7 separate regions of the Mus musculus genome follow, and all the other regions are linked to region 3. The links are chromatin contacts, called in public HiCAR-type, HiChIP or PLAC-seq and promoter capture Hi-C maps. All regions are on one chromosome and are shown on one strand. The core of a region is the stretch at or near the end of the contact, and the rest is flanking DNA. Distances in the headings are between cores, read along the strand shown. Region 1 holds the start of Shisa5 (shisa family member 5). Region 2 holds the start of Nphp3 (nephronophthisis 3 (adolescent)). Region 3 holds the start of Manf (mesencephalic astrocyte-derived neurotrophic factor). Region 4 holds the start of Cdc25a (cell division cycle 25A). Region 5 holds the start of Nme6 (NME/NM23 nucleoside diphosphate kinase 6). Region 6 holds the start of Atrip-trex1 (Atrip-Trex1 readthrough). Region 7 holds the start of Acad11 (acyl-Coenzyme A dehydrogenase family, member 11).

The links. HiCAR-type assays count read pairs that join an accessible place to other places. HiChIP or PLAC-seq counts read pairs in DNA pulled down with a chosen protein or histone mark. Capture Hi-C pulls out chosen DNA fragments and counts their contacts.
Region 1: a contact with region 3 is called in an H3K27ac HiChIP or PLAC-seq map of double positive thymocytes, with 10 times the contacts expected there. The contact joins the promoter of Shisa5 here to the promoter of Manf in region 3. A contact is called at or near these places in 1 of 484 Hi-C or Micro-C datasets (B cells) and 1 of 115 datasets of contacts at active chromatin or transcription factors (double positive thymocytes).
Region 2: a promoter capture Hi-C map of liver shows a contact between it and region 3, with 4 times the contacts expected there. The contact joins the promoter of Nphp3 here to the promoter of Manf in region 3. A contact is called at or near these places in 1 of 115 datasets of contacts at active chromatin or transcription factors (astrocytes) and 2 of 9 other capture datasets (adipose tissue and liver).
Region 4: a contact with region 3 is called in a promoter capture Hi-C map of adipose tissue, with 5 times the contacts expected there. The contact joins the promoter of Cdc25a here to the promoter of Manf in region 3. A contact is called at or near these places in 2 of 39 promoter capture datasets (liver and pre-B cells), 5 of 484 Hi-C or Micro-C datasets (CD4 T cells, CD8 T cells and regulatory T cells) and 2 of 9 other capture datasets (adipose tissue and liver).
Region 5: a contact with region 3 is called in a promoter capture Hi-C map of liver, with 4 times the contacts expected there. The contact joins the promoter of Nme6 here to the promoter of Manf in region 3. A contact is called at or near these places in 3 of 39 promoter capture datasets (liver and pre-B cells) and 1 of 9 other capture datasets (liver).
Region 6: a promoter capture Hi-C map of liver shows a contact between it and region 3, with 5 times the contacts expected there. The contact joins the promoter of Atrip-trex1 here to the promoter of Manf in region 3. A contact is called at or near these places in 1 of 39 promoter capture datasets (erythroid cells), 2 of 484 Hi-C or Micro-C datasets (B cells and CD4 T cells), 1 of 115 datasets of contacts at active chromatin or transcription factors (double positive thymocytes) and 1 of 9 other capture datasets (liver).
Region 7: a contact with region 3 is called in a HiCAR-type map of astrocytes, with 4 times the contacts expected there. The contact joins the promoter of Acad11 here to the promoter of Manf in region 3. A contact is called at or near these places in 1 of 39 promoter capture datasets (liver) and 1 of 115 datasets of contacts at active chromatin or transcription factors (astrocytes).

What each region holds. Positions count from the first base shown.
Region 1 is chr9:109,036,571-109,039,889 of GRCm38.p6, reverse strand. It overlaps Shisa5 (shisa family member 5), which reads right to left and starts at 1,323. Exons shown (of 6, transcript NM_025858.3): 1 at 1,126-1,323. The coding sequence starts at 1,195.
Region 2 is chr9:104,001,256-104,004,489 of GRCm38.p6, reverse strand. It overlaps Nphp3 (nephronophthisis 3 (adolescent)), which reads right to left and starts at 1,946. Exons shown (of 27, transcript NM_028721.3): 1 at 1,329-1,946. The coding sequence starts at 1,709. It overlaps Gm33054 (predicted gene, 33054), which reads left to right and starts at 2,131. Exons shown (of 2, transcript NR_168653.1): 1 at 2,131-2,188; 2 at 2,456-2,730.
Region 3 is chr9:106,890,320-106,893,569 of GRCm38.p6, reverse strand. It overlaps Manf (mesencephalic astrocyte-derived neurotrophic factor), which reads left to right and starts at 1,632. Exons shown (of 4, transcript NM_029103.4): 1 at 1,632-1,756; 2 at 2,372-2,499. The coding sequence starts at 1,672. Dock3 (dedicator of cyto-kinesis 3) reads left to right here. Exons shown (of 53, transcript NM_153413.2): 53 at 1-745.
Region 4 is chr9:109,874,148-109,877,141 of GRCm38.p6, reverse strand. Cdc25a (cell division cycle 25A) reads right to left here and starts at 1,563. Exons shown (of 15, transcript NM_007658.3): 1 at 983-1,563. The coding sequence starts at 1,152.
Region 5 is chr9:109,831,146-109,834,271 of GRCm38.p6, reverse strand. It overlaps Nme6 (NME/NM23 nucleoside diphosphate kinase 6), which reads right to left and starts at 1,478. Exons shown (of 7, transcript NM_018757.1): 1 at 1,465-1,478; 2 at 977-1,076. It also overlaps the pseudogene 3000002C10Rik.
Region 6 is chr9:109,072,191-109,075,522 of GRCm38.p6, reverse strand. Atrip-trex1 (Atrip-Trex1 readthrough) reads left to right here and starts at 1,426. Exons shown (of 14, transcript NR_153412.1): 1 at 1,426-1,864; 2 at 2,786-2,916. Atrip (ATR interacting protein) reads left to right here and starts at 1,399. Exons shown (of 13, transcript NM_172774.3): 1 at 1,399-1,768; 2 at 2,786-2,916. The coding sequence starts at 1,519.
Region 7 is chr9:104,062,423-104,065,461 of GRCm38.p6, reverse strand. Acad11 (acyl-Coenzyme A dehydrogenase family, member 11) reads right to left here and starts at 1,738. Exons shown (of 20, transcript NM_175324.4): 1 at 1,559-1,738. The coding sequence starts at 1,701. Uba5 (ubiquitin-like modifier activating enzyme 5) reads left to right here and starts at 2,341. Exons shown (of 12, transcript NM_025692.3): 1 at 2,341-2,670. The coding sequence starts at 2,516.

The DNA of each region.
Region 1 (3,319 bases), core at 74-2,573, 2.1 Mb before region 3:
TCAGAGAGCCCAGCCAGATCAGGCAGGAGATAGAGCATGTGCCTTGGGGCTACTAGAATGAGGCCCAGGGGAAGAGGTGCTATGACAGGCTGTGAAAAGTTAACTTGGAGGTAAAGAGGGCTACAGTTTTGTTGTTTTGGGCCAAACCTTGCTATGAAATGGGTCTATCTGACCACTGCAGGCTTAGCCAACTCACCACATGAAAGTGAGCCAGGCTGCGATTCGGAGGCTGAACAGCCCACACCAGTGAGACTTCTTGCTTTCTTTTTAGGGTAGGGTCTCACTATATAGCCCTAGTTCACCTGGAAACTCACAGCCTAGACCAGACTGGCCTCAAATTCACAGAGATCCTCCTGCCTCTGCCTTTGGAGTGTTGAGATTAAAGACAGGTGGCATCTACTGATGTCCACACCAGTGGGTCTTCAAGGCTGAGACCCTCCAGACACAGAACGAAACTCTCTATAGTCTGAGTTGTCCCGCTCTCCCAGAGCCTCACTCGGGGGATGGGCTGACTCTGTTCTCATTTCCAAATTCATGTCAGCCCTCAGGAAACAGCCCTTTTCCTCCAGGAAGCCACCCATCACAACAGAATCAGTTTCCCATGACCGGCAGGGGACTGTTCCAATACACACCCGAATAGGCCCCCAGCCTGCCCTCCCAAGCCCAAGTGAGTCATCCCTCTAATGATGAAAAGGGAAAGAGGTGTCTCCTCCCCAAGCCAGCCTTAGGGCCCAGCTTCTCCTGGAACACAGGGCTGTAGAGGCAACAGGCGGCGGGGCTCCCAGCCAGGAAACAAGCTGAGAGGGAAAGTCTTTGCTGGAAGGGCCAGGCTGTCTTTGAGCCTGAAGCTAACCCCAGGCGGGAGTCTTGCTCCAGCCCCTGGAACAGGTAGGGCCTTCACACCGTGAAGGACACAACAAAGGTAGTCAGTATCAGCTCAGGAGGGAAGAGGTGACAAGATGAAGTCAGTGGTGGGGTTCGCAGACGCCCCCCTGGTTTTCAGGGAGTCAAGTCGAAGCACTCCAAGGCTGGTCCTGTCTGGCTCATTCCAGAGACAGCTAGGGGAAGTGTCTGACCCGACCCGGTCCCTAGGGAGCACACACCGCCCCCTCCTCCCAGGCTCACCACCCGGAGGCGGCGGCAGCAGCAACAGCAGCAGCAATAGGGTCCACAGAGAGGGCGCCGGCGCAGCCATGGCGGGACAGACCAACGGACGGACGAACAGACGGACCAAGCCCAAGACCACGGTGCCGCCGCAACCTCCGCGACCAGCGCGGCCCTAGCCTCCTTGCCCCGCCCCGGCCGGTTTCCGGAACCCCCGCCCGAGAGGGGAGGAGGTGGGAGGGAGGGGGAAGAAGTGGGAGGGAAGAGAAGGGAAGCGGCCGCCCCTCCCAGCCTGGCCATGGGAGTCCCTCCAGCACCGGTCCACGAAAATTTGAGACAGGTTTCCCAGATGCAGGAGGAAGGGGCTGGTGCATCCAAGTTGCCCTCTGCTCACTGCATACTTTTGCGGAAAGACCCCCCCCCCTTGCAGCTGACTTAGGTGCTAGAAAAGGATCTCTGTGGCAACGTTATCCTAACACTTGAGCGCCAGCAGTGTACAGCTGGTGCGCGCCTCCAATTTGCCCTCAGGGAAGCTGCGATTTTCTTGCTGGCTCCTTGGAGCCTCACACAGATTCACCGGAGGAGGATCCCGCTGCTTGAAGCAGGGAATGGTGCTCAACAAAGTCAAGTCCCTTTTAGCAGATTTCCAGGACCTCAGTCTGAGGAATGTCACTCCCCAGTGACCAAGACCACCTCCAGGTAACTGCTCACCCTGGCTCAGGGATCCAATCCTGAGTTAAGAACTAACAGCTCCTAGGGTACACACAGGCTGCCCCTTCCCCTCAATGTGGGACAAAGTTCCTAACAAGGCCAGGGAACGGAGGAATGTGAACTTGCACTGCCCAGGAGTACTGGTTAGTTTATATTGTTCCTCCTATAGGGTTGCAGACCCCTTTAGCTCCTTTGGGTACTTTCTCTAGCTCCTTTATTGGGGGTCCTGTGTTCTATCCAATAGACTGTGAGCATCCACTTCTGTATTGGCCAGGCACTGGCATAGCCTCACAAGAGACAGCTATATCAGGGTCATATCAGCAAAATCTTTTTTTTTAATTTTTTATTAGATATTTTCTTTATATGCATTTCAAATGCTATCCCAAAAGTTCCCTATACCCTCCCCCCGCCCTGCTCCCCTACCCACCAACTCCTGCTTCTTGGCCCTGGCATTCCCCTATACTGGGGTATATAAAGTTTGCAATACCAAGGGGACTCTCTTCCCAGTGATGGCCGACTAGGCCATCTTCTGCTACATATGCAGCTAAAGATACGAGCTCTGGGGGTACTGGTTAGTTCATATTGTTGTTCCACCTATAGGGTTGCAGACCCCTTCAGCTCCTTGGGTGTTTTCTCTAGCTTCTCCATTGGGGGCCCTGTGTTCCATCTTATAGATGACTGTGAGCATCCACTTCTGTATTTGCCAGGCACTGGCATAGCCTCATACGAGACAGCTATAACAGGGTCCCTTCAGCAAAATCTTTCTGGCATATGCAATAGTGTCTGGGTTTGGTGGCTGATTATGGGATGGATCCCCAGGTGGGGTAGTCTCTGAATAGTCCATCCTTTCATCTTAGCTCCAAACTTTGTCTCTGTAACTCCTTTCATGGGTATTTTGTTCCCTAGTCTAAGGAGGAATGAAGTATCTACCCATTCATTGGTCTTCCCTCTTCTTGATTTTCTTGTGTTTTGCAAATTGTAGCTTGGGTGTTCTATGTTTCTGGGCTAATATCCACTTATCAGTGAGTGCATACCTAATGGCTTCTTTTGTGATTGGGTTACCTCACTAAGGATGATATCCTCCAGATACATCCATTTGTCCAAGAATTTCATAAATTCATTGTTTTTAATAGCCGAGTAGTACTCCATTGTGTAAATGTACCACATTTTCTGTATCCATTCCTCTGTTGAGGGACATCTGGGTTCTTTACAGCTTCTGGCTATTATAAAAAGGCTGCTATGAACATAGTGGAGGATGTGTTCTTATTACCAGTTGGAACGTCTTCTGGGTATATGCCCAGGAGAGGTATTGCTGGATCTTCTGGTAGTATTATGTCCAATTTTCTGAGGAACCTCCAGACTGACTTCCAAAGTGGTTGTACAAGCTTGCAATCCCACCAGCAGTGGAGGAGTGTTCCTCTTTCTCCACATCCTCTCCAGCATCTGCTGTCACCTGAGTTTTTGATCTTAGCCATTCTGACTGGTGTGAGGTGGAATCTCAAGG
Region 2 (3,234 bases), core at 697-3,196, 2.9 Mb after region 3:
AAATTAATGCTTTTTCTTTGAAATACTGCACCAGCACTAGGATTTTTCTATGCTTTGGGTTTTTAAGAGAATAAGACACGCAATTTGTAAGGTTTAGCTTGAAGAATAGTACGTATGAAGGTTCCTGTGCTCCTTGGCATTATATATTAATCATTTTACTCTTCTCCTGAGCCATTCACCGTCTGGATCCATCAGAGGCCTCCAGTAAATGTCAACATGGCTGAATGAAATAAATGTGAGGGAGTTTTCTCACGATGATGCAGGTAAGAAAGGAACAACAGGTTTCACAGGGAATTGGAACTGCTGATCTGTGATCTGTGACATCTGTCTGTCAGTCCTCCCTGCACTGGCCTCTTTATCCTGCTAACCCCTTCTCCCTGCAATTCACATGGTTCTTAGTGGGCAGTGGTGCACATACATGACATCATACACGAGGGACACGCAAGTCCACTTTATAAGGGCAAGCACATTGGTCTCCCAGTAGAAAGTGAGGCGAGCAGGGAGCTGAGGGTGAGAACAGCTTCCCAGATAATATGCTAATAGCCCAGCAGATTCTGAAGGGCTTCATAGCTTATGGGAATGATGCCCTACTAGAAGGAAGGAGCCTTCTTTTACAAAAAAATCTGTGATGTTTATTTAAGTTCTGATGTGCCGGGAGCTCTTGGGCTGTCAGAGATCCCTCTCACAGAAAAGAAAGGTATAAACAAATGACCACCAGAGAGGCTCCGAACCCACGGCATATAGTCCCATATTTTTACTCCGAGAAGTTCTGCTTTACCTAGTATCCGAATGAATCAAAGGCGATCTGTTATAAGGCCTACAATAGCATTGCAGTAACTGTTTAGTCCATTAACTAAATGGACTAAGAGAGTTTGAGTACTCTCAGGGAAGACTTTTAATCACAACAGTTAAAAACCATAAAATCAGGAGGTTTCCAGAAAAATTCCTATCGTATCATTAAACCCCAGAATCTGCCGAACTTCGCGAAGAAAACTAACCCAAGAACTCCATTTTGGAGATACCTAAAACCGGGAGGAGTTTGTGTGTAGTTGCTCTGAGAAATTTTTCGACTTCAGGACTTGGGTTGATTCAACGTGTCTTAATGAATGAACCGTAAATTGAAAGGGGCAGGGGAAGATGCTGATAAGAAATTAGTTTACACTCAAATAATGATTCCACATAAAGGAGGAGCAGCTTTTGCACAATTTAGAAAACAACTTGGTTTGTAGCTGGGGTAGGATGGTGGTGCCACCAAGCGGCTGAGCGGTGCGCTCGGGTCTCAGTTTCCTCAGAGCCTCCCGCTTGCGACGCTCTCGGTCCCGCGTTACCTGCAGCTCCGCCCGCAGCCGCTTGTTCTCCGTGTCCAGCTTGGCCTCTCGGCGGCCCATGGACAGCAACTCCTGGTTCTTGCTGACCCGGAAGATCTCATACTCTTTCTTGAGCCGCTCGAACTCGGCCGCCGCATACTCTAGCTCGGGCACAGACGAGCCGGTGGACTTGAAGCTGGCGCCCAGCAGCCCGCCGCCCCCTGCCGCGCGAGGCAGCGACCCGGGCCCGGCTCCCGCGCCCCTGCGGAACGAGCTGCGCAGCAGGCGGGCCTTGGGTTTCACTTCCACCGGGATCTCGCAGGCCTCGCCGCCGCCTGCCCCGTACGTGTCCTCGATCACCTCCCCGCCAGTGGGACTCACCAGCGACGAGGCTGTGCCCATGATGCCCGCGGCCGGCTGAGGCTGAGAGTCGGCTGGGTGCCAGGAGGAGGCGGGACCAGGAGGGCGGGGCCTGTCAAGCGGGGCGGAGCGCCGCAGGGAGAAACCAAAATCAGAGAGGAGCGTGGCCAGGAGCAGGGAGGTGGCCGGGGCGTGGCCAGGCCTTAAGGGCGGGGCCTAGATGGTGGGGCGAGGTGCTGTAGAGGAGAGGGCGGAGTTTGGAGGGAAGAGCGGAGCAGTAAGTGAGCCGGGCCTGGTGATTGGGGAGAAGGGCGTAACGTGGCAACTAGAGGGGCGTGGTGTTGAAGAAGAGTGGCCGTCTTGAGAAGGGGCGGAGCCATACTTTCGGGGCGTGGCCGAGCAAGCTGGGGATGTTAAGGCTAACAGAGAGGGGTGGGACGTAGCAGCGAGAGGAGGTGTGGTCAGTTGAGAAGAGCAGTGCCCAGAGAGAGTGTCGGGCCAGATTTTAGGGTCGTAGCCCGGTAAGTGGGGCGTAAGGCAGCAGCAGAAGAAAGAGAAAACCAGTCAGAGAGTCGGAGAGGTGGTCCTGGCTGGACAACGAGAGGGGGAGTGGCCAGGAGTCCTGTGGGGCGGAGCCAGGCTTTGGGGGCGTGACCAGACACGCGGGGGCGTGCTCTTCTGAATGAGACCAGTAGAGGAGCTGGACAAGGGAGGGTTGAGAGAAATGAGACTCGGGAGGAGAGGAATGGGTATCACGGAGCTGGCGGCCCTGAGAACTTGCTTTGCAGGAGCAGGCGGCAGGACTGAGCTGGGCAAGCTGGGCGGTACCAGGAGATCCGGACATCCAGAAGGGAAGGTTCCAGACTAGGCCCAAACCTACAAGCTCTGCTCCCTCTGCGTGAACTTTGTCTCAGTGAGCAAGAACTAGATCACATACCCATCTGCCCCCGCTCTGCCGCAACTGTTTCTGTGGTCCTGACTAAAGGGCTCTTTTCTGGAGGCAGTTCAGTGCCTAGTGTGTCTCTCAGGAAACATGTAATAAATAATGCCAGCCAGGAAAGAACTTCGAAGCATCACCACTTGAACCCCCCCACCCCCGCGACCCTTCTCTCCCCCCACCCCCATCCTTGATAAGCTCAGGTTTTATAACGCCTGGCGATAAGGATGCCAGGGACCCTATTCTAGACGGAAGAAAATTGTTAAGTACAGGGTTTGCAGGAAGGGAACGCGTGCTACTGTTCCAAGTTGTCCTTGGTCTGCTAACTTATCTTCCTGCCCATCCCAGATTGGTACCCCAGGTTAGAGGGGACAGAAAAGTGAGCAGTGGCTTTGACTCAACACTGTTGTGAGCTGGGTGCTGGTAATCTTTATACTTGCCCTTTTCTTAGGCAGTCTCCGAATGCCAGCCACTCTCTCTGCCATCATCCTCATTACCGGGAGCCTCATTACCCAAGGGGGATATAATCTTATTCCAGTGCTTGCTTACTCCATCCCCAGCTGTAAGAAATCTGGTAGCATTTTAAGCATCAGTCCATGCAGAGCCTCCTTGGGCTGACCTAAGATAGTC
Region 3 (3,250 bases), core at 383-2,882:
GGGTCAAGTCTAGCTTGGGATGTGATTCTTAGGTAGGGCAGCTTTAGGTTTGTTTCCAGGCACGTCTGAACCTCAGTCCACGGAGGCAGCCAGTCATCACATGCAGACATCTCCTTTCTCCACTTGATGGCACAGGAGGTAGGGAGGGGAATGTAGGGTTAAGTTCCTTGACCTTGCTTTATGCAAAGTGAAATATATTTGTGTTACTTCTCTCCATTTTCCCCAACTGGATGAAATGGACCTATTCTGAATACTTTTTATTGAAAAACCAGCCAGTGTGAGGGAAATGGGAGGTCAGAGATCAGAATCCTTTGAAAAGATTGTGAAATACTGATTTTCATTGTTTAAAGCGTATTTGTAAATACCTATTTGAATGCTGTGTATTTGTACAGGAATTTGAGCAAAAAAATGTATAGAGTATGTCTAATTGGTAATAAGCCCTATAAATGTGTTTTTAACCTCTGGCATTCTGTGCTTATTTAAAACAAGAAAACTTCTAACCATTTCTTTTGTGTATTCATGTCTAAAGAAAAACTGACTTAAAATTATCTTACCTGTACCAGAAAAGTTAAAGAAAAAAATTTGTGCCAGTGTCCCAAGAGGCATTTTACTGTATATATTGTGGTAGCATGTTATAAATCCAACAAAAAATGTGACTTTTAGATGTAAATATCTGGCAACTGACTCCCCCACCTCCATCCCTTGACTGCTGTGATGTGAATTAAAGATGAATACCTGATATTGATCCACTGATTTCACTGAATGGGAGCATAAGTGCCCCTCTCAAACCCTTGTCGCCGGGCTCCAAGCCCTTTTAGCTCCAGATACTTTTCTGCACTTAGTCGGCCGCTCTCCATATTCCGCCTTCCAGGGCGAGTGGCCAAAGCCCTTGCACTTAGCATTAGGGCAGTCCAGGCGGTAATGTCTCCAGTTCCCATCCTCGTGTCTCCAAGAGTGGAGAACAAAACCTCCCAAGATCCCATGGCCTCCATTTGGAAGGTAGACCAACGCCTCTGCTCGCAGCCTTGCCGCGAGGTCCTCAGAGGCCCAGGACGGGAAACGACTAGGCAGGCCGAGACCTTTCGTTTAAGAGGTTCTGCCGTCTGACCCAGGTTAAAGCGGGGTCTGAGCAAGCCGGCGAATCAAAGTGGACGTTCCCCTTGATTGGCTCGGCAATCCACGTGGTAGTTCAAAACAAGGAACCGCTTCTGATCCATGCTCCCGCCGCCCATCCTACTGGCTATAGGGTGGCGCCAGAAATGCTGCTCTACGAGTCCGGGCGTCGGGAGGAGTGGGTGTGGAACCAAGACTCGGCATTCGGGTCGAGTCAATAGATTGAGAGGGTTCCGGGTAAGCAGCCAAAGCAGCTGCCCTAACCCAACATGGCGACCCGTGCACCTTCCCTCCGCACCCCTATGGACCGCCCAGGCTCAATCAGCAACCGACAACTGTCTAGGTCCCAGACAGCAGCAGCCAATGAGGGAGGGTAGCGTGGAGCCGCCGGTCTGGGCTCCTGGGCACGTGGACCAATGAGGATGCAGCATATGGGTGGGCGCGGGGATCGCACACCAATGGGAAGCTCAGGTTTCTGTTCCAGCCCACTAGGCGGAACACCGCGCCGGGTGCGGTTCATTCGCGCGGCGGCGGCGGTGGTGGAGACGGCTGAGGAGGATGTGGGCTACGCGCGGGCTGGCGGTAGCGCTGGCCCTGAGCGTGCTGCCTGACAGCCGGGCGCTGCGGCCAGGAGACTGTGAAGGTGCGGGGGACCGGATGGGGGCGGCCTGGCGGCGCTAAACCCAAGGAAAGCGAAAGGGTGGGAGCGACGGCCCGTCCCGGGGCTCCGCTGGAGAAAGGGCCTCACTTATTTCCCGGGCCTAGAGACGTTGACCCATTTAAGGGAACGCGTCGGTTCAGTAGCGTTAATAACTTGGCCGGAAGCCCACATCCCGGGAGTTTTTGTCTTCCCATCACTTTAGCGATTACAGGAAGGCATCCTGTGGGCCGCAACCGTCTCGGGGTTACTAAGCTGCACTTGGGGGTTCGATGTATTTGGAATGAGGAGCATTTTGATCATTTGCTTCAGCCTTCAATCTGTCCCTTATGAGGTCACAATGAGTTCCCTCAAGGACACGTGTCCACTCTAGACTTAAACTTGAAAAGAGCAGAGAGGGTTGTGTGTGGGTCACTTGGGTAATGTTCATTCCCAGCATGCAACTGGGTACAAGGACCCCAGCAACCTAAGGGCTCTGTGCACTTCTGAGTACCCGAGTTAAAAAAAAAAATTAATCCCTTCTAGCAAAACTGCTGACAGAGTTTTTTCCAGGGGAAATGGAGACTAATAATTACTTACCATCTCCTCCCTCTTTTCCAGTTTGTATTTCTTATCTGGGACGATTTTACCAGGACCTCAAAGACAGAGATGTCACATTTTCACCAGCCACTATTGAAGAAGAACTTATAAAGTTTTGCCGTGAAGCAAGAGGCAAAGAGAATCGGTTGGTAAGTAGCTGGTGACCCACCCAGCCTGTCCCTGGCTCTTGGGCACTGTCCACTTTGTGATGGGACTTGTATATATACTAATGTGAGGTTTAAGTGTTTTTATCCTCTATTTATTAAACATTGCTATAAGCTGAATATTGGTAAGACCAGGAGAGAAAATGACAGGCAACTGCAAGGCAGTGATGCCAGATGCCATGAAGGAAATAAGCTAGGAGAGTTGGTGGGTGGGAGCTGAGAGAGAAAGTAGTGGGTATCTACCTCTGAGGACAGGGAGTCAGTGAGGTGGAGTGAGCACAACTCAGGCAATGGGAGTGCCCAAAGACCAGAATGAATTTGGTGTGATTGGAACCAGAAGTAGTTGGCTAGGTGCCCCGAGATGGCCAGGGCCAAGTCAAGGTCAAGGACCCTGGCGGAGCATCAGCCTCTTGTAGCTTTAATTTCCATGGTAGTCTCTCATCGGAACTCTAACTCTGCAGCTGAGCATATATCAAGTGCCTCGGGCCTGGGACAGCTAGATCTGGGCAGACTAACAAACCGAAGCCTTGGCAAAGAGAGGTTTTCAAGGTGACCTAACAGTTGTCTGGAACTGGAGAGTTGGTTATGAATGTGTGCTGCTCTTGTGGAGGACCTGAGTTCAATTCCAGCATCCACAGCACCCTGCACTGCAGCTCCAGGGAACCTGATGCCTTCTGGCCTCTGACACATGCTCTCATGCATGCAGATTTTTTTCAAGGCTTTCATTTTGTTTTGT
Region 4 (2,994 bases), core at 314-2,813, 3.0 Mb before region 3:
CTCCACATGAGCAATTTCTAGCACATGATTAAAAAAAAGGTGACATACAGGCCACGAAGTAGCCAGGCTGCCACAAACCATCTTTGAGAGACCAAGCCAAGGACACCCCACTTGGCCACCCAGAATACCCCAGTTGGCATTTAAACAAAGAAAGGAGTGAGTGGTTTGGCCTTGGGCCACATTGTCAGACAGGCCTGTGGCAAGGGCTGGGTTTCCTTAAAGGAGAGCCTCAGTCTGAGGTTCTGAGTGAGCCAGGAGTAAGGGCAAAGGTGACTAGGCCAGGAGTCCCAGCTTTTCAGGGTTTGCAAAAGTTGTAAGACAAGTTTAGGAGGCGAAATACCCAACATCGAAGGAAAAGCAACTTCACTAAAAATAGTGTTAAGCATTTTTGTTAGTGATAGTGGTGTAGGACTACAAAGTCCTCGAAGATTTCCAATATGGAAAAGTTAGGTAAAAAGTGATAGCTTAAAAAAGGTAGTAGATGGGTAGATACAAGAAACGTGCCGGCCAGGTGGCTGCATAGATTTTACACAAATGCAAGAAAAGAAAATGCCACGTCCCTTTGTTGAGAAGGAACAAAGCTTACAGGAAACTAAGATCCGGCGCGGGTGGTTCAGCAAAGAGGGCCTAGGAGGACCCATTCTCACCCTCCCTCCCAACCCCCATAAGGGTAGATTCCAAAGACTTTTCTGGAATAGAGACAGCGTAGAGAGAAATCTGAAAGGGGTGAACAAGACAGGATGCCCAGCAGGCTTCCTCGATCTCCGCGGTCTGGCTCTTGGCTGAGGATAGCCCTGGACTATCCGAACGGCCTCTCCCGCCCAACATTCCGCCCGGGAGGGAGGGTGCACATGGCGGGCCCTAGCCAGGCCATTCCGGGTCGGAGCATCAGAACCAAGTGGACAGACTCTGTTTCCTGCTGGATCATCCCGAGGGCCGACCAGAGGCCAGCGGCCTGGGGCATCGCTCGCTGGTCTCTCACCTGCCCAGTCCTTCCAGCTGGTCCATGGTGACCGTCAGGTTGGTGACAGGGGACAGTCCGCCAGCAGCTGACGCGCCAAACAGCATCTTCCCCGTGGGCTGCGGCGCAGGCGTGGGGCTGCAAGCGAAGAACAGGCGGCGGCGGTGGGGGGGCTCCGGGCCCAGTTCCATGGCGCCGCCGGGCCTGCCCGGACTCCCGCTCCGTCTTCCTCCGCCTCCGCTGCGCCGGGCCCCGCCCCGCTGGCACCGGCTTCAGCCGCGTGCCACGCCACCAGCGCCCGCGGGTCAAACACAAACACGACCCCGCGGTTCAGAGACGCGGCCGCCACGGGCAGCGGCGCGGACCGGCGAGCGTAGGGGACTCGGCAGGCGCCAGGCACAAGCACCGGTGCTTCCCTCTCTGTCCCGCGAGGCCCGCAGGCGGGCGGGCGCCTGCAACCTCAAGATTAAATCCAAACAAACTCCGTGGAGGAAGAGTCTTGAGACCACCGCTCCGACTAACTCGCCTCACTTTTTTTCTCCCTCCTTGCTCCGTAGCCGGCTCGCAGAGAAGGAACCTTCACTTCCCTCACCACCAAAGTGGCCTTAGCGTTAATTGCTGCACACTCAGGATAGCCGCCGCCCCGCCCCTTTCCTAGTTGGCGCCAAACGGAATTCACCAATCAGGAAGCAAACTTCTCCTCGCTCCCGAATGACAGCTGAGCCGGACCAATGAGAAGGAAAGGAGGAAGCGTCTCGTGGGCCTCCTCGAGGTCACGCCCTCTCTCGGTGGGGGCGAAGCCTGAAGAGTTGGGAGGTGGCTGAAATGAGAAAGGAGTCAATGAAACTTTCTGTGGGGGCGCTAGTCCCTACCGAAAGGCCCCGCTCTTTTTCAGTTGCATGCTGGGTAGTGTAGTTCCTACAGCGTGTGCTACACACCTGTCTGAGCTACTGAGCATAGTGCTGTGCACTTTTTTTTTTTTTTTTTTTTTTTTTTTTTTTTTTTTTAGGAGACAGAGAGACTAGGGAAGGCCATCTGGACCAGGCGTTGGCTCTTCTCTAACTGTGTGGTACAGTACCATGGATCCTGGATCCCTCTTTTCCTTCACAGGACTTCAGGCTCTGATTTTGTCTTTCTTTTTTTCTTTTTCGAGACTGGGTTTCTCTGTGTAGCCCTAGCTGTCCTCGAACCCGCTCTGTAGACCAGTCTGGCCTCGAATTCAGATCGATCTGCCTCTGTCTCTGCCTCTCGAATGCTGAAATTAAAGGCATGTGCCACCATTCCTGCTCCAGACTCTGATTAATTAATTTAATTAATTTTTGAAATAGGGACTTTTTTTTTTAATAGCCCGGGCTGAAACAGGAGTAGTTGAGAGCTATGATCCACAGATAGCAAGCAGAGAGAAGGGGGTGGGGGGAGGTGGGATGGAGAAAGGAAGAGGGAGAGGGAGGGAGGGAGGGAGGGAGGGAGGGAGGAAGAGAGAGAGAGAGAGAGAGAGAGAGAGAGAGAGAGAGAGAGAGAGAGAGAGAGAGACTTTGCCTGGTGTGGGTTTTTAAGAACTCAAAACCCACTCCCATCTACACACCTGTTCCAACAAGGCCACACCTTCTCTAAAATCCCTCCCAAACAGTTGGGGATCAAGCATTCAATCATATGAGCCCATGGGAGCCATTCAAATCACTGTAAAAGTACTAGGCAACATTTAGTGTTTATGTACATGACAGTGTTTCATGTGTGATAACTCTACTAGTGTACTTAATCTTTACAAGTCTTACATCACAAAAATAATTCCAGGAGGGACCAGAGTGAAGGGAAGGTAGTTACTTTATTCACTATTTAGATGAATAACCATTATATCACAAGACATGGTTATGGGCTTCTTAAGTATCTTCACTATGGCCATATTTGTGATTCCATATATTTTTCTTTTGAGACAGGGTCCCGTGCAGTCAGGCTGGCTTTGGACTCTCTATAGTCAAGGATGGCCTTGAATTTGATCTCCCAGTTCACCACTGAACTTAGTTTTGTGCTTG
Region 5 (3,126 bases), core at 229-2,728, 2.9 Mb before region 3:
CTAATGTTTCTTCTGCTCAAATCTTCTTTACAGCTTACACTGGATGTTCCATTTTAACTATGGAGCCAAGCCTCACCTAACCAGTACGGGAACAGCACACCCATTTAACCTAATAATATTCTAGATGGTCACATGGCACAGTGGCCATGGGGATGTCCTTGAGACTCCCAGTTCCTCACTCTCCACACTATTACCAAGTTCTGAGAATCTCACCTCTACAAATTTGTAAGGACAAAAACGTCCATACAAGTTGGGCAGTGGTGGAGCACGCCTTTAATCCCAGCACTTGGGAGGCAGAGGCAGGTGGACTTCTAAGTTCGAGGCCAGCCTGGTCTACAGAGTGAGTTCCAGGACAGCCAGGGCTACACAGAGAAACCCTGTCTCGAAAAACCAAAACCAGAAAAAAAAAGTCCATACAAATCTTTTCCTTATAATTACCATTACCCCTTTGTCTTGGACTTCTGTGACACCCTCTGTGATGGTGTCTAAACTTTACTCTCGCCACTCTGCAAATCTGTGCTAAAGAACATTACAGCTACTGGAATGAAAGCTAATCATATAGACTCCTCTTTAACCCTCCAAAGGATATTCTGATTTTTGAAGACAAAGGTCCTCACACAGACTCTGGGACGTTAACCTGCCCTTTTTGGCACTTCTGTCCCTGGGCACTCCTCTGGGTTCATGTGGTGCACCTTACTTCTTCTGCTCCAGTGTCATAGGTGTTTTCAGTCCCATGCCTTTCTGGCCTGACTATCTTCGTGTAAGGACGTGTTCCCATCCTCTCCCCCCAGCCCCCAAGTTCCACTCCCTGCTTATCTCCCACTTGCCCATTTGCACTCGGCTCACGTCTGCAGTCATACTTTCTCAATGCTTCCTTCGGTTACATAGTCCACATAAAGGACAGCTTCATGAAAGCACAAGTCCGCTTTGCTCACCATCTTCACCTCAGTCCCTCCGCAGGGTGCCTAGTACATACCTGGATTTCCACAGATCTTAGCTGGATGAATCAGTGCATGAACCTGATCTAGCCATTCCAAGGCCAGGCTGCTAAGGGGTCTCCTGGGAGGACCGGCGATCTGTAGAGAGGGTGTGGTTCCAGTTAGGTTAGGGCTGTCTTAGTTATTGGTTTACAAGAAAGTGCTGCCAAGCAAAGAAACTGGCTTGACTTTGTCAACCGATCAGACATTTACACGTTTTACAAGTTGCCTGGCCAACTGAGGAAGCCACTACTTTAGCGCCCACGCTAGTCACGTGGTCGCTGGCCCGTCAACTCCACTTCTGCAGCCACACCTCCTACTCGTCTCCCTCCCTCCCCAGCCGCCCCCTAAGTCTTGGCTCCCAACCCTCCTATTGCCCTCGTATTCTAGGACACAACCGAACAACCTGGGCTTCTCTACTACAGGCCGAAGCCCACACCAGACTCAGTTATTCGGTCTCCAAAGCGAGCCCGGGTTCTGGGTTCACCTGGTACTCCCGCCAATCCTCCTGGTCACCAGGCACTGAGCAAGATAGCCCACGGGTCCTTTGGGGTCCTTCAGGCACGCGGCAGGGCAGCCCTCCGGATCCTGCAGTCTGGCGCTGCACGCCTGGTGGGCTAGAGAGATCTGTTGCGGCGCCGGCAGCTTGTTTACACAGCGTATCTTCCTCAGGAAAGTCCATTTCTTTATTTTTTTTAAAGGCTTTAATTTAAAAATTTTTTACGTGTAAGCGTATTCTGCCTGCGCATGTATGTTTCACGTGCGTTCCTTGTGCCTATGAAACCAGGAGAGGGCGCTGGATCCTCTGGAACCTGATGGCTGTGAGCTTAGACCTGGGTATTGGGAATATAACCCAGGTTCCCATGAAGAGCAGTCTGTGCCGTACCCTTAACCACTGAGCTATCTCTCTAGTGTGAAAATCCATTTATTATGATGTTTTGCCTGTAGGTATGTCTGGGTACAGCACCAGGGTGACTGGTGCCAGTAGAGGCCAGAAAGGGCTGTCAGCTGGAACTGAAGTTACAGATGTTTTGAACCATTGTGTGGGTTCTGGTATCGAACCCACCTTCTCTGCAAGATCAGTGAGTGCTCTTAAACACTGAGCCATCTCTCCAGTCTGAAAGTTCATTTTTTGTCTGTCTGCCTGTCCTGCTGGTGAAGGCATGAGTTCATTTCTGCTTTCACGGGATGAGAATAACCTTACTATATACCTGCAGTCAGGCATCTTGTTTTAATTTTACTTCCCAGGCCGGCCATGCCCAAGTTTACTTACTTTCTTTTTTTTTTTTTTTTTAATAATATTATTATTTATTTTATGTATATGGGTGCACTGTAGCTGTACAGATGGTTGTGAGCCTTCATGTGGTTGTTGGGAACTGAATTTTTAGGACCTTTGCTCACTCTGATCAGCCCCACTTGCTCTGGTCCACTTCGCTCGCTCAGGTACACTGTAGCTGTCTTCAGACGTACCAGAAGAGGGTGTCAGATCTCATTACGGATGGTTGTGAGCCACCATGTGGTTGCTGGGATTTGAACTCAGGACCTTTGGAAGAGCAGTCAGTGCTCTTACCCACTGAGCCATCTCACCAGCCCCCCAAGTTTACTTTCTATAGTTCATCCTCATTAACATACCTCTGGAGTATAAGAGACCTCCCATGAGCTCAGTTTTCCTTCTGCCTATGTGGCTTCTGCATGCACATACAACACACACAGTGGAAGACTGGTTGCATAGTTTACATGTGTTTCAACCATTCTCAACAACAAGCCAGCATAATCAAAGGGCAGATGTAAAGGAGGATGTAGAGGTTTATTTGGAACTGTTGTTAAGAACTAACGAAGAGGCTCTCTGCTCCTCCCTGTTCCAGAGACAGCTGCATCTTCTTGGGCAGTGCCAGCCTCATCCGGTAGACAAAATGGTGAAGGTTTGTGTGAACGGATTTAGCTATATTGGGCGCCTGGTCACCACGGCTGCCTTCTGCTCTCCACATGGCAAAGTAGAGGTTGTTGCCATCAACAACCCCTTCATTGACCTCAACTACATGGTCTACATGTTCCAGCCTGACTCCACCCACGGCAAATTCAACGGCACAGTCAAGGCCGAGAATGGGAAGCTTGTCATCAACGGGGAAGCCCATCATCATCTTCTAGG
Region 6 (3,332 bases), core at 177-2,676, 2.2 Mb before region 3:
CTATTACAACCTGGGCAATCAGCCACGCCTGGTAGCCCACACTCACAATTCTAGCACTTTAGAGACTGAGACAGGATTAGAAGTTTGAGGCCATCTCAAAAACAAAAAACAAAAACAAAACAAACAAACAAAAACTCATGTCTATAATCCCAGCACTCAGCGGGAGGAAGGACATTCTGGAGTTCTGGGCCAGCTTTGGTTATATGTCTTGACATATAACCAAAGGGGGTGGGGGGCTGCTGGGAGACTTGAACATTCAACATTATGTTGGGCAGCTATGGGAAAACTACCAGCAGCTGAATCAAGAAACTAAGGCAGTTCTAAGTGATGCAATGCCTTCTGACCACTGTAGGCACCAGGCATACATGCATGTGATGCACATACATACATGAAGGTAAAACACACATAAAAAATAATGAGGCAGGGGTGGGGTGGGGGTGGGTTGGCAGGCCTAAGGCATTCTAAGCCTGAGCGCTCTCCTTTCCGCCCAACGCCTCAGCAAACATTGGTAGGTTCACAAACTAAGTCTGGCATTGAGCAAACGGAGTAGAAAAGTCTTGATCTTGTTGCCTTCCAATGCTAATCCGCCATTTCTGGTATCTGTTCTGCCCACCACTTCAGCTCATAAAAGCCAGTCATACACCCAAGCCCAACTCAAATCATTGCTCCTCCATGAAGTCTGTCGCAAAGAGGAGGCATCCACCTGGCATCCTTGTCGAAGATGAATTTTTCTCAGAAACATCATGCGTCTGCCTCCTAACCCATTTTTCTTGCTATTTCCCCCTCAATCTGTTGGGTAATTCAAGGACCACTCCCAGCGAGCCTTCCTTGACCTCTTGAGCTTCATTGTCTCTACGCAACCAGCGCTCAGGACATAAAGACTCTCCAAGAAATAAATGGAAGTTAACAGTTGGAGCAGTTCCGAATAGGCACGCCGTTCTCGAGACCATCCTTCCCAGCCTTTTTTTTTTTTTTTTTTTCTCAAATATACATACTTGAAACATTTGTTATCCTGGAAGATCTCTGCTTCCAGGAAGAAAAGCATTCCTTCTCCTCCCCAAGTCTGCTCTTCCCAGCCTCCTCCCTAAAAGAGTCTCTGGACATGAGAGAGGTGGGTCAGCCGCGAGGAGTGAGGTCAGGGAGAGCTGACCCCTGAACGCTGCCTGCTTCTCTAGGGCTCTGTATTCTACACAGTGCCACGGGGAACCGCCTCAGGTGTGGTCGGGCAGACGCTCCTCGATCTCGCAACCGGGATAATCCTGACAGCACTGTAGTACCCTGGCATCACCGGGGACCCCTTCGTACTGAGCCCAGACACGCAGGAGCCTGTCCCGGGTAACGGCGCGCTCTGTACACGTCACCCATCTGTGCCCGGTAGCTGGCAGCTGATTGGCCCGCAGGCTGGGGAGACGCTGGAAGGCGAGGGGAACGGCGGCGCGCGGGCGGTTGGGCCAGCTCAGGCTTTCTGTGGACAAGGCTGTGCTTGGCGTCTTCGGATGCTGCGGGTTGAAGGTAGTCATGGCCGGGACCCCCGCACCGAACAGCCACAGGAAACAGAGTGGCGGCCTGGAGCCTTTCCCCGGTCTGTCTCGATCCATTGAGAACCCTCCGAGCAAGCGGGCCCGGAGCTTCTCTGAGACCACAGTCCCGGACCCCGAAGACCCATTCGGTGAGCACGCGGAATTTACTGCGGACGACCTAGAGGAACTCGACATCCTCGCGTCACAGGCCCTGAGCCAGTGTCCCGTCGCGCCTCGGAACCTGTCCAGTGAGTGCCTGAGGGGCCTTTTCCCCCGGCGGGTGGTGCAGACCTCTGATTTGGCGGTGAGACATCCAGAATGTTAAATGGCCTCCCATTTAGATGGTATGCACCCCATTGTAACCCTTGGGCAGAAGAGCATTAGAAGGCGTCTGACAGAGGCAAGAGATGAAAGAGAGTCTTACACAAAAATGCCAGTTGCCCAAAGGTTAGGCATGGCAAACAGGCAATGGGCAAGAAATGCCAAAGCTGCTTTTCTTCTTAGAGCTTACACTCTTGGGGAATAAGTTAAGTGTCAGGAGGGTTTGATGGGCACCTTGCGAATGTACTTAGCACTTACAGCATCTGAAAAATAGGATTATCCCTGGAAATGTGGCTGGCCCTCCATCTCTCCAGCAATATTGCATGGAAAACCAGGCATTGGAAAACACTCATTGCTGACCAGCTGTCATATGCGGCAGTGGTTAGACGCAACTTTCCACGAAATGGCACAAAGCAATGCTGCCTCCCCCTTCCTTGGCCCTACATCACCCGGTACTCTACCTTACTCCATCCCTGGAGCCCCACCTCCCCCTGGAATGTATCCATTTGGTTCACCATCAGTCTTTAAAACCAGCAGATCCTATGCCTAACATGTTGTAGTAAATAGTAGTTATGGTAGAGTCACAGCCAGTGCAATCTCTGTTCAGCTATGAGCTGAGAGTCTAGAAAGTGGGTGAGGTATAAAGCGAGAGAATTCAGATATGCTATGCCATAAGGATTCTTTATGTGTTTATACCATGCTCGGAGCTGTTACCTGGGTCTTTCTCAACTTGGCTTTCAAGAGTGACTCCTTCTGCATTTTATGACAAAGGTGGATACATACTGAGCCCCGCAGTATACATGGGATTATTTTTTCCAGACAGGTTCTCGATCTCTAGCAAGGCTAGCCTTGAATTTGAGATCCCCATAGCTCTACTTCACAAGTGTTGGGATTGCAGTTCTGTGCCACCATGCTCAACCTAAGGGCAACTACTTTTTATACAGGTGCTCATAAGGTCCGCCGATTAGATGGGTTACCAAATAGTCCTATAAGGAAAAGCAGAGAAGATATTCCAGTTAAAGATAATTTTGAATTAGAAGTACTTCAGATACAATACAAAGAACTTAAAGAAAAGGTATGTGACTTTTGGGTTGTTTGTTTGTGTTTTGTTTTGCCTGTTTGGTTGTAATGCTGAGAATTGAACTCAGGACTTTACCTTCACACATGCTATACACAGACACTCTACTGTTAGGCTATCCTTCCAGCCCTAACTTATTGTATTTGCAGCTAATTCATTCATTTTGGTATTAAAAAGCATGTGTAAAATATATAAAAACTATAAAACAAACATCTAGATTTATTCCTCTGAAATGAAAGAAGGTTGGGGAAAGAATGCCTGAAATTTTATTTACCCTGTGTATATCCCTGAGCCTATATAAGTTTATATGCACTGCATGCATACAGGTGCCCATGAGGTCAGGGGTGCTGGGTCCTCTGGAATCAACACAACTGGTGTGAGCCACCTCATATGGGTAATGGGAACGGAACCTG
Region 7 (3,039 bases), core at 489-2,988, 2.8 Mb after region 3:
AATCCTATTAAAAAGTTGCATTTATATTGTCAAAATGTGTGTTTTCCCCCTTTATATTTATTTATTTGGTGGCACACGTGTGGGGGTCAGAGGACAACATGCAGGATCTGTCTCTCTCTTTCCACAATGTAGTTTCCAGGGGGTTGTCTCAGGTTGTCAGGCTCAGCAGCAGGTGCCTTTACCTGATAAGCCATAGAACTGGTCTAAACTTTTAAAAGATTCCTTTGAGATTTTTGTGGCCTTACTATTTCTCTCTCTTTCTATCTATCTACTTTTATTTTTATAATTTTTCATATGTCCTGAAAATGAATGTGTTTTCTCTGTTGAATATGTACATCTATGTTAAATCAAGATTATATAACATTCCTGGAAAAATAGTGTTTGAAACCAAGGATTGCTACATAGCCCAGACTGGCCTCAAATTCACAATCATTTTTCCTCAGCCTCCAATCTCCAGGGATCTTTAGATTGTTGGGATTAAAGCCATGTAGCCCTAGGTTTGACTTCAGAAGTACTTTTTTTTGTATCACAACTAATTTCATGTATTGAGCATGATTTTGGTGAACATCAACTTAATTCAGAATTATTTTAAGTCTGCACAGGACCACAGTAATGTGAACATATATAACCTTTATCTGAAAGCAGGACAATAAGCTGGCCAAATTCCACAGAGTGAACTAATCACTGAAATGTGAACTTTGACCTGCTTCAGTCTGTTTACAACACAAAGTATTAAGTTTAGAAGTGTCAACTATTACTTATTCCACCTCTCCACGGATATTTCAATGCTTAAGTCCTTTCACCTAAATCACTTCATTTCTTTATCAAGACTAATGGATACAGGCAAATATTACAGGAAAGGAACTTTGATCTCTGAATTTATGTTACAGTTAAATCCCCAGATAGAAAGGCCAGGCACAGTTTACTGAAACCATATGAAATGGTTTTATACTGGAACTGTATAAAAGTAAAAAAAAAACAAAAATCAAAAACCAAACAAAAAATACCCTCTCTATTTACAAAACACCAGACTAAAACCAGATTCACTTGTCAGTGGGGAAAGGTATTCTTGGAGTCACCTCCTCCCGTTTAATTCCCTTGCTTCAAGAACTTAGGCCTTAAGTGGTGCTAAAAACAGTGAAGTGGAATGTCTAGAATCGAATTGGTATATTTTAGCTGGTATTATTAACCTAGCCCCAGGTGACTAAGGTCAATTAAACAAAATGGCACCAGCCCCTCAGAAACTGATCTTTAGATTGTAGCACAGAAGGTCACAGAAGATATCTATTAGGAATTCAAGAGTGTTCAGCCGCAACACTCTCGGTGAATTAGACACATAATTTTAGTCCTTAACAAGACTGCACTGCATAATGGATACTGCACCTCTGCTCCTGCCCTCTAATTCAGACTAGCCTGGGATTCGAGTACAAATTATCCAGGAAGCATCCTTGCAGGGAAAGAAATCCCGACCGGGCAAATGAGACACCCACCCAGGGCCAAAGGAAGCGAAGCACCAAGCACAGACATGTTCCCAGGAGGCAAAGGCTATGGTTGATACCTGTATTGAGTAACAGTCAGCACAGCCCGGGAATCTGACCCAAAGCCCGGCAAGTGCTGATTCAGGTAGGCCTCCAGGGACCTGAGGTCGAACTTGTGCTGGGGTAGCACTTCCACGGTGTCACTGGTGACATCCGTCTCCATGACCGCCACTGTTGTCACCGAGGAATCCACAGACTGTACGGAGGTTGCGCCAAGGCAGAAAGGAGACCGGCACTTGGGGGGGGGGGGGGGGGGGCGTGGTCGGGCGGGGCTTAGGAGAAGCCAATCACCGGGACTCTGGGCAGTGTTGCTGCAAAGCCATGTGGGAGGCGGAGTCTGGGACTCGGAGTCTGGTGGAGAAATAAAAGAATTGCCTGTTGTGGGACCAGACTTAGAATTTACCCTCAGCGTCAGAGCTGGAGTCCTCAGTCTTATAGAAAAACAAGGTCGCAAACGTGACTCTGGCGAATGAAGACAAACAGCTGTCACCCTAGACTAAGGACGCGCCAGCGGAAGACCTGTGCGGTCCGTGCAAGAAGAGAGTCCGCCAGAACCTTGAGCCTGCATTAAAAGACCCTGGTGTTTCTCATGGCCTCCTAGATAGGAAAGACGGAATGGCCGTCGACTTGATCTGGACACATATGATGCTGGCTCTGCTGAGACCTGGGTCTTGGTTCTAGAGAAGAAAGCTAAGTGTTTTGAGGAGTGTTTTTATTTATTATTATTATTTTTTTTTTTTTTTTACCGAGCGGAGCGATGGCGGCGGCGCACCGGAAGTGGCACGCCGGAAGCCCGGTGGGCGTGCCGGAGACGTGTCTTACTGGGAGCCTTGGAGCCGCTTCGCCGGTGTCTGGACCTGGAAGGCTGTGTCTGTTCCTCCTGCGCTTCGTGGGCCCAGCGAGGCAGCGTGGGGAGGCGGCGACGACGGCGACGGCGGCGGTCCGGCCTGGGATCGGAGGCCACCGGGAGCCCAGCCATGGCCGACTCGGTGGAGCGGCTGCGACAGCGGGTTGAGGAGCTGGAGCAGGAACTCGCCCGGGAGAGAACCCGGCGCTCTGGAGGGGACGGCCACTGCGGCCGGACCCGCATCCAGGAGATGAGCGACGAGGTGTTGGATTCCAATCCCTACAGGTGATCCATGACGGGGCGGGCAGGGCCACGCTCCGCGCGAGGGATTCAGCCGGCCTCCTGCCGCTCCTTTCCTGCTGTGGAGGTCCAGTTCCCAGATGGGCAAGGCCATGTCTTATGCTAGTCAGAAGATATTCTTCACCAAGCGAGTTGGCTCACGATTCATCGTAGCATTCGGGAGGGTGAGGTAGAGGGGGTTGTCGTGAGGTCCAGGTCAGTCTGGGCTACAGGAGTTGTAGGCCACTTTGGGCTGTGTAGTGAGACCCCTTTTTTTCTGCAAGGAAGGAAAATAACATTTTATTAAAAAAAAACAAACAATCCAAGCCATCCATCCATATGGTGGAGCTCTTCTGCCTGCTGTCCTGTACCCAG